Linked DNA regions of Anas platyrhynchos: region 2 is linked to region 1. The links are chromatin contacts, called in public Hi-C maps. All regions are on one chromosome and are shown on one strand. The core of a region is the stretch at or near the end of the contact, and the rest is flanking DNA. Distances in the headings are between cores, read along the strand shown. Region 1 has its middle 8.0 kb from the start of POP4. Region 2 has its middle 21 kb from the start of PLEKHF1.

Evidence for each region. A called contact is a pair of places that touch in the nucleus more often than the background predicts.
Region 2: a contact with region 1 is called in a Hi-C map of liver, with 3 times the contacts expected there. The contact joins two enhancer-like sites. A contact is called at or near these places in 2 of 8 Hi-C or Micro-C datasets (liver and subcutaneous adipose tissue).

The regions. Positions count from the first base shown.
Region 1 is chr12:19,763,622-19,766,321 of IASCAAS_PekinDuck_T2T, forward strand. No RefSeq gene overlaps it. Among named protein-coding and RNA genes, the nearest start is that of POP4, 8.0 kb to the left of the region's middle. Within about 2 kb of position 1,435, at least 2 of the 8 cell types and tissues checked have an H3K27ac peak or open chromatin away from gene starts, as enhancers often do.
Region 2 is chr12:19,798,578-19,801,326 of IASCAAS_PekinDuck_T2T, forward strand. No RefSeq gene overlaps it. Among named protein-coding and RNA genes, the nearest start is that of PLEKHF1, 21 kb to the left of the region's middle. Within about 2 kb of position 1,429, at least 4 of the 8 cell types and tissues checked have an H3K27ac peak or open chromatin away from gene starts, as enhancers often do.

The DNA of each region.
Region 1 (2,700 bases), core at 185-2,684:
GCACATGTCCAGCAATTGGTCTCGTTGGCAACAAACTCCAAACAAGGTCTCTTGATACAGAAAACACCTGAGTACTTTGAATGACTCACCTCCATTAGCTGTTCCTCTTGTCCCAGCTCTATTGCTTCTTGCACCCAAAGTCAGCACGGGGGCCCTTGGTGAGTACAGTACGTTAACTGACCAATATAACAAACACCCACCTTCATACATCTTAAACAGAAAGAAAAATTGGATTTACAAAGCTTTTTGTACATCAGCATTCACCAGACCATGCTCCTGTGTAGCAGATTAAGAAGTATGTGTCCAGGTTACGTGGCAACAACGACCAGCCCCATGTAATTTCAGAGGTTTGACCCACCTTTGCCTCACATTCCCCTTTGTTAATTCTGTCATATCTATTCTGAACTATATCTCCCACAGTGTTTGATGAATATGTATTGTTTTGGTAAGACAGACATCTCTCTCGGTGTACTGGTTTAATTAAATTAACTAGCAAATGTGAAAGATAAAGGATCACACATCCACTGCCGCTGAGAGGAGCATTTGCATCTGGCAAATACAAACCCCCTGGGCTGCGGCACCAAGGGAACCTAGTGCTCTACCTGCAGGTGGTTTCTGACACCTAGCTCTCTACAGTCTGCATGTAGATGGGGATTGTGGAAAACTAGAGAGGTCCCAGCAACATTTAACACCAAATTATGAGCTATCCCTCCTAAAAGGCTCTGTTACTCGCTACTATATCAGTCAGATGAGGTACAGCACCTTATAATCATTAAGTAGATAAAAAAATCCAGTATGCAATTGACCAAAGTAACATGACTGACAGTTTTGAACTGGGTTGCTGAATGAAAAATCACAACCTAAGACAACAATTTAATATTTTTTTTCATTCAATTTGGAGCTATTCCCGTAGGGCCTAACTCTTGCCCAGAAAAACTGCTTTAAAACATGCTATTTGTCATTTCAGATACTGCCTGTTCTCCTCATAACCATCACCTTCTATAGGCAGCTGAACAGCATGTTAAAAGATTTGCAGTACAGGCCTATTAATACAAAGCTCTTCCTGGCATATTAGTTAATAAATTCAGCATCGTTCCTCTCAGCTCTCAGAATGAGCTCCTGGCTTTACGATGTGTGCAAACTTTTGACTGTGACTCACATCTTAAAATATGTGAAAATATATAATAATAGTACAGTTAGAATATCTGTTATAATAGTTCCTGGGAAGTATGATATTACCAGAAATGCCAAAGGAGTTTGCTTTCATCTCACAGATTTTAAAACAACCAACAAAATTGAATGCAAATGCTGAAGACCTCACATGCTTGTTAAAGGCAGAAGTTGAAAAACAAAACCACCAGCAGGATGGCTCCCATTTGTCTGTGAGTCAGCTTCTCAGCTGAGCAATCCAGGCAAGGGCCCCAGGCTTGTAACAGTGTTTAAGGAAACTTGCTCATTGTTTACATGCCTCCAGCTGTCAGGGAAGACCTCTGAATACAAGCTCCTTGACCAGCTTCTAGTGTACACACAGTATCAGCCCCCAAACTGATACCACTTAATAGCTTTGTTATTTTGGGGGGCAGAGAAAAATAGGATTGCACACCTCCTGCAAATGTTAAGATAACCCCATAAATCCAAATGATTTTTTTTGTGTGAAATTGTCTGCAACACTCTGCCATGCATATTCTTCCTCTAAAGGATTATTTCAAAATTATGGACTTAGAAATGTTCAGTTGGATAGTTCTTGGGTGGCTGAGGTGCTCACTGAAGAATTTAAATGATGTAATAGCTATTGAACACCCCATTATATGGCTGCCTAATTAATGTAAATGATAGTTATGTCTCACTCACAGAGGATTATTTTACACGAAGGAAAATCTACTCGCTGCCACAGTAGCCATTTCAATAGTTTTTATAGGAGCAGTTGCATTATGACTTCATTGAGTAAAACGTAAGTAGCTATCCTAAATAATGAAGATTGAAGGTTTAATAGTACCAATAAAGAATTCTGCAGGTTTTTTATTTCAAAAATTAGAGTTTGATAGCAACCGTATGATAATGAGAGAAAAAAGAGCACTGGCACATGGACTCTTTCTGCAGCCTGGGCTCCTTGGGAGCTTCCATTTCTTCTGCATATAAATGCAGAAGAATAAGGAGATACAAAAAGGAAAATAAGCTCTTCTTTACTTTCATGACACTGTGTCCAATCTCCATGCCCCCTCCCTGCAGCAACATTTCAGTGGATAAAGGATTTGTTGGATTGTGCTTGTTATACTTAAAGGCTAACATTACGGGAACAGCTGTGTACAGCTGATCACATACCTACAAATACCTTCAAACAATGTGAAGTGCTCAGCTTAGGCCCATTTGAGTGGTGTTATGCAGACATAAACCAGCCCTGCAGATTTGTCTCAGAATTGTAACCCATTGGAGCATCTCCTTTTTTGTGAGGTAACAGTCAAGGGACTCGCCCTTTCTGTCATGAGACCCTATTTCCAAGGTTATATGTCACTGATGATAACAGTTACAAAAATTCAAATGAGATTTCAAATTTGGCATGAATGTTCTCACTTGGGATCTAGTATTTTTTAAGCAAATCTTTGCAAGAAAACCTAAAAGTTTACTTGTTCTGTTTGTTATTTTTGGTCTATGTTGCTTCATAGTTCTCAATCCAGACCTTTACACACTCCCCATCACAGT
Region 2 (2,749 bases), core at 179-2,678, 35 kb after region 1:
CAATGCATCGTCACAGGATAAACCCTGTGAACCTGGCCATATTTCCCCAGTTATCACTGCTGAAGCTGCTGCAGTACTGGGGAAAAAAAGGAAGGAAGTGTATTTCCACATGAAATTGCATATTTTTAACTGAAATTGGTATAAATGGTGTATGACTGGAAATAGGTGTGTGTGAAAACACTGAAACATCAATTAAAAAAGAAGCCTGTATTGATTAGAAGAGGTGCCATTTCATCAAGTTGAAGGGTGTGCTGTTTCCATTGAGCCCAGAAGATCCGCCTTCAATAAGACCACAGCACAGACTTCTTGCTAACAGAAAACCCTGCACTCTGACATAAAGAGAATGTCAGAGGTGGCAGCAAATCACACATGCCATTCCTTCTGTTAACCCAGTGGGCTAACGGGATAACAGAAAGGCTAACAGTAAAACAATAGTAAAAGTTTATAAAAGATATCTTAAGGGAGATAAAAGATTAGCCCAAAAGTTAATTCATCATTGGCAGTCAAGAAGAAGCTGGAAGATGAAGATTTGATTTGTCCTTCATGTCATACAGAAGCAATCCTGGTCAGACTATTTGAAAAGATACATCATGGGAGTATGACTGTATAAAATCAATTTGCTTAGTGACTTTGAATAATAGAATCACCTTTCCCTTCCATGAGATCTATTACTTAGTTTTAGAACACTAATTTTCTATAAAACAACCAAAAAGGAAAAAGACATTCTAACCATCACCATCTAGTCACTGTGTTGCAATCATCAAATAGCTGTTGTCTGAAAGAAATTGGAACACACTGAGTCTTGGGAGCTTTTTACACTATGTGTACTGAGCAGAATTTCACTTCCAAAGAGCTATCCGAGCACACCCAAGCCCTCTGGACCACAAACTTTCCTCTCTAAAAGTGAGATGAATGTTAACAGGAGGAGTGGATAGCACTAATTCATACTCACCTGGTGCACTGAAACACATATGACAGGAGCTATAAAGTGCAAGCTATAAAAGGGGAATGCAGTTCTGCCAGGGTACAGTGGCATATAATCAAGTTATAGTGGACAGTATCACACACCGCACAACTGGAAATATCTCAAACAATATTGCATGAAATGATCAAATCATAACAACACAATGCTGACATAATTGTCACCTTGCACAGCTCTCCACCAGTAACTTGGCATTGTCATTGCCATCCCACCTAAAAGCAGGTCACTGGGGAGAGCTAAGTGACTGCCCAAGTCACCCAGAGAATTCTTGCTGCAGCAGATCAATCAGCTTCTTTAAACTGCCAGAAGTTGATCAGCAAAACTTGTCTCCAAAACAATCCTTCTCAAAGTGAGAAGGCATTTGCAGCACAGGCAGGGAGGGAAGAGAACCAGCCTGCACCTAGAGGAAACCCAAATACTGTTTTTGTCCCTGGAAAGAAAGAAACCCTACAAAGACAGCTACACAGCACCCCCTATTGTCAGCAGCTCATGAAGACTCAGGGTTGTGAGTGCTCTTCACCAGCAAAGCCCTTTACAGCCACTGGTTTGCAGTCCTCGAAGAACAGGGACATGACCTGCAAAAAGTGCCAACATAATGCTGATTTGTGTTACCTTGCATGCTAGGGGAAGAGGTGAGAACCGATGTGACAAAGACAAACTCTCCGAGCCAGCATACCCTCCTCAGCTGGCAAGGCAAACACCCTGCAGAACACTATGGCAGGGGGTTGGAACTAGATGATCTTTAAGGTCCCTTCCAACCTGAGCCATTCTATATATGATATGATGATAATTCGCCAATGCCACAGCCAGCACAGAATGCCACCATGGTGCACCATTCTAGCACCCTGTTCCCTGTCCTTAGCTGAAGGTCTGAGTCTAGTTCTCCTCATGGAAAGGAGAATTCGAGAGGACTGACCTTAGAAGTCTCAGATGCAGTTGGGAACAAGACCCTCCAGAAAGTCTGCACCCTGACAGTGACTAGCAAGGACAGAATTCTCACAGCCAAATGCTCCTTAAGCTTGCCAAGGGCAAGGGTGCTCTTGGGCCTCACTTAACCTAACACAACGTCCAGTTTCTCTTCACCACTGGTACATGCAAAGCTGGAATTTTGAGAACATTGCTATGCAACAGCATCATCCTGCCATCGTGAACGGGCTCGCCAGCTGCTAAAATTACTAACAGAAGATTGGCCTGCAAAGCAAAGGCCAACTGAACTAAAATTTCAGTAGTGCATGTAGCATAGACCAATGTTTTAATGATTTACCTACCTTTGACATGGAGGAGATTATATATATATATATGTTTTTTTGTTGTTGTTAATTAGGTAATAGTAGGGTAATAAACAGGTTGCATTGTGTGTACACTATTAACCAAATAATATACAAATCAGTTCACAGTTAAAAGGTTAAAAAAAAAAAAGGATTTGTTTAAGCAGTTCTCTGATGTGAAAAGTTGATGCCTGTCATTCTCCTTGCTCCTGTCATCACTGTTTATTAAACTTGTCTGTTTGAACCAATTTTGATTTTAGCTATAAAAGAAGCATGAGTTTTGGTCTTTTGCTGCATGAACACAAATACTGTCAGCGACTTTTATGTGACTTTCTAGAGGAACAAACTGAACACTTCTAACAAATCTGGCAAAGATGCTGGAATCTTGAGTGAGCAATTATATAAGGCTCAAAGAGAAAATCATGCACTAGCCTCTCAAACAGATGCATGGTAGTGCTGTACCAGAAGCCTCTCCCAAAGCAGCGTTCAGCTGAGGGAG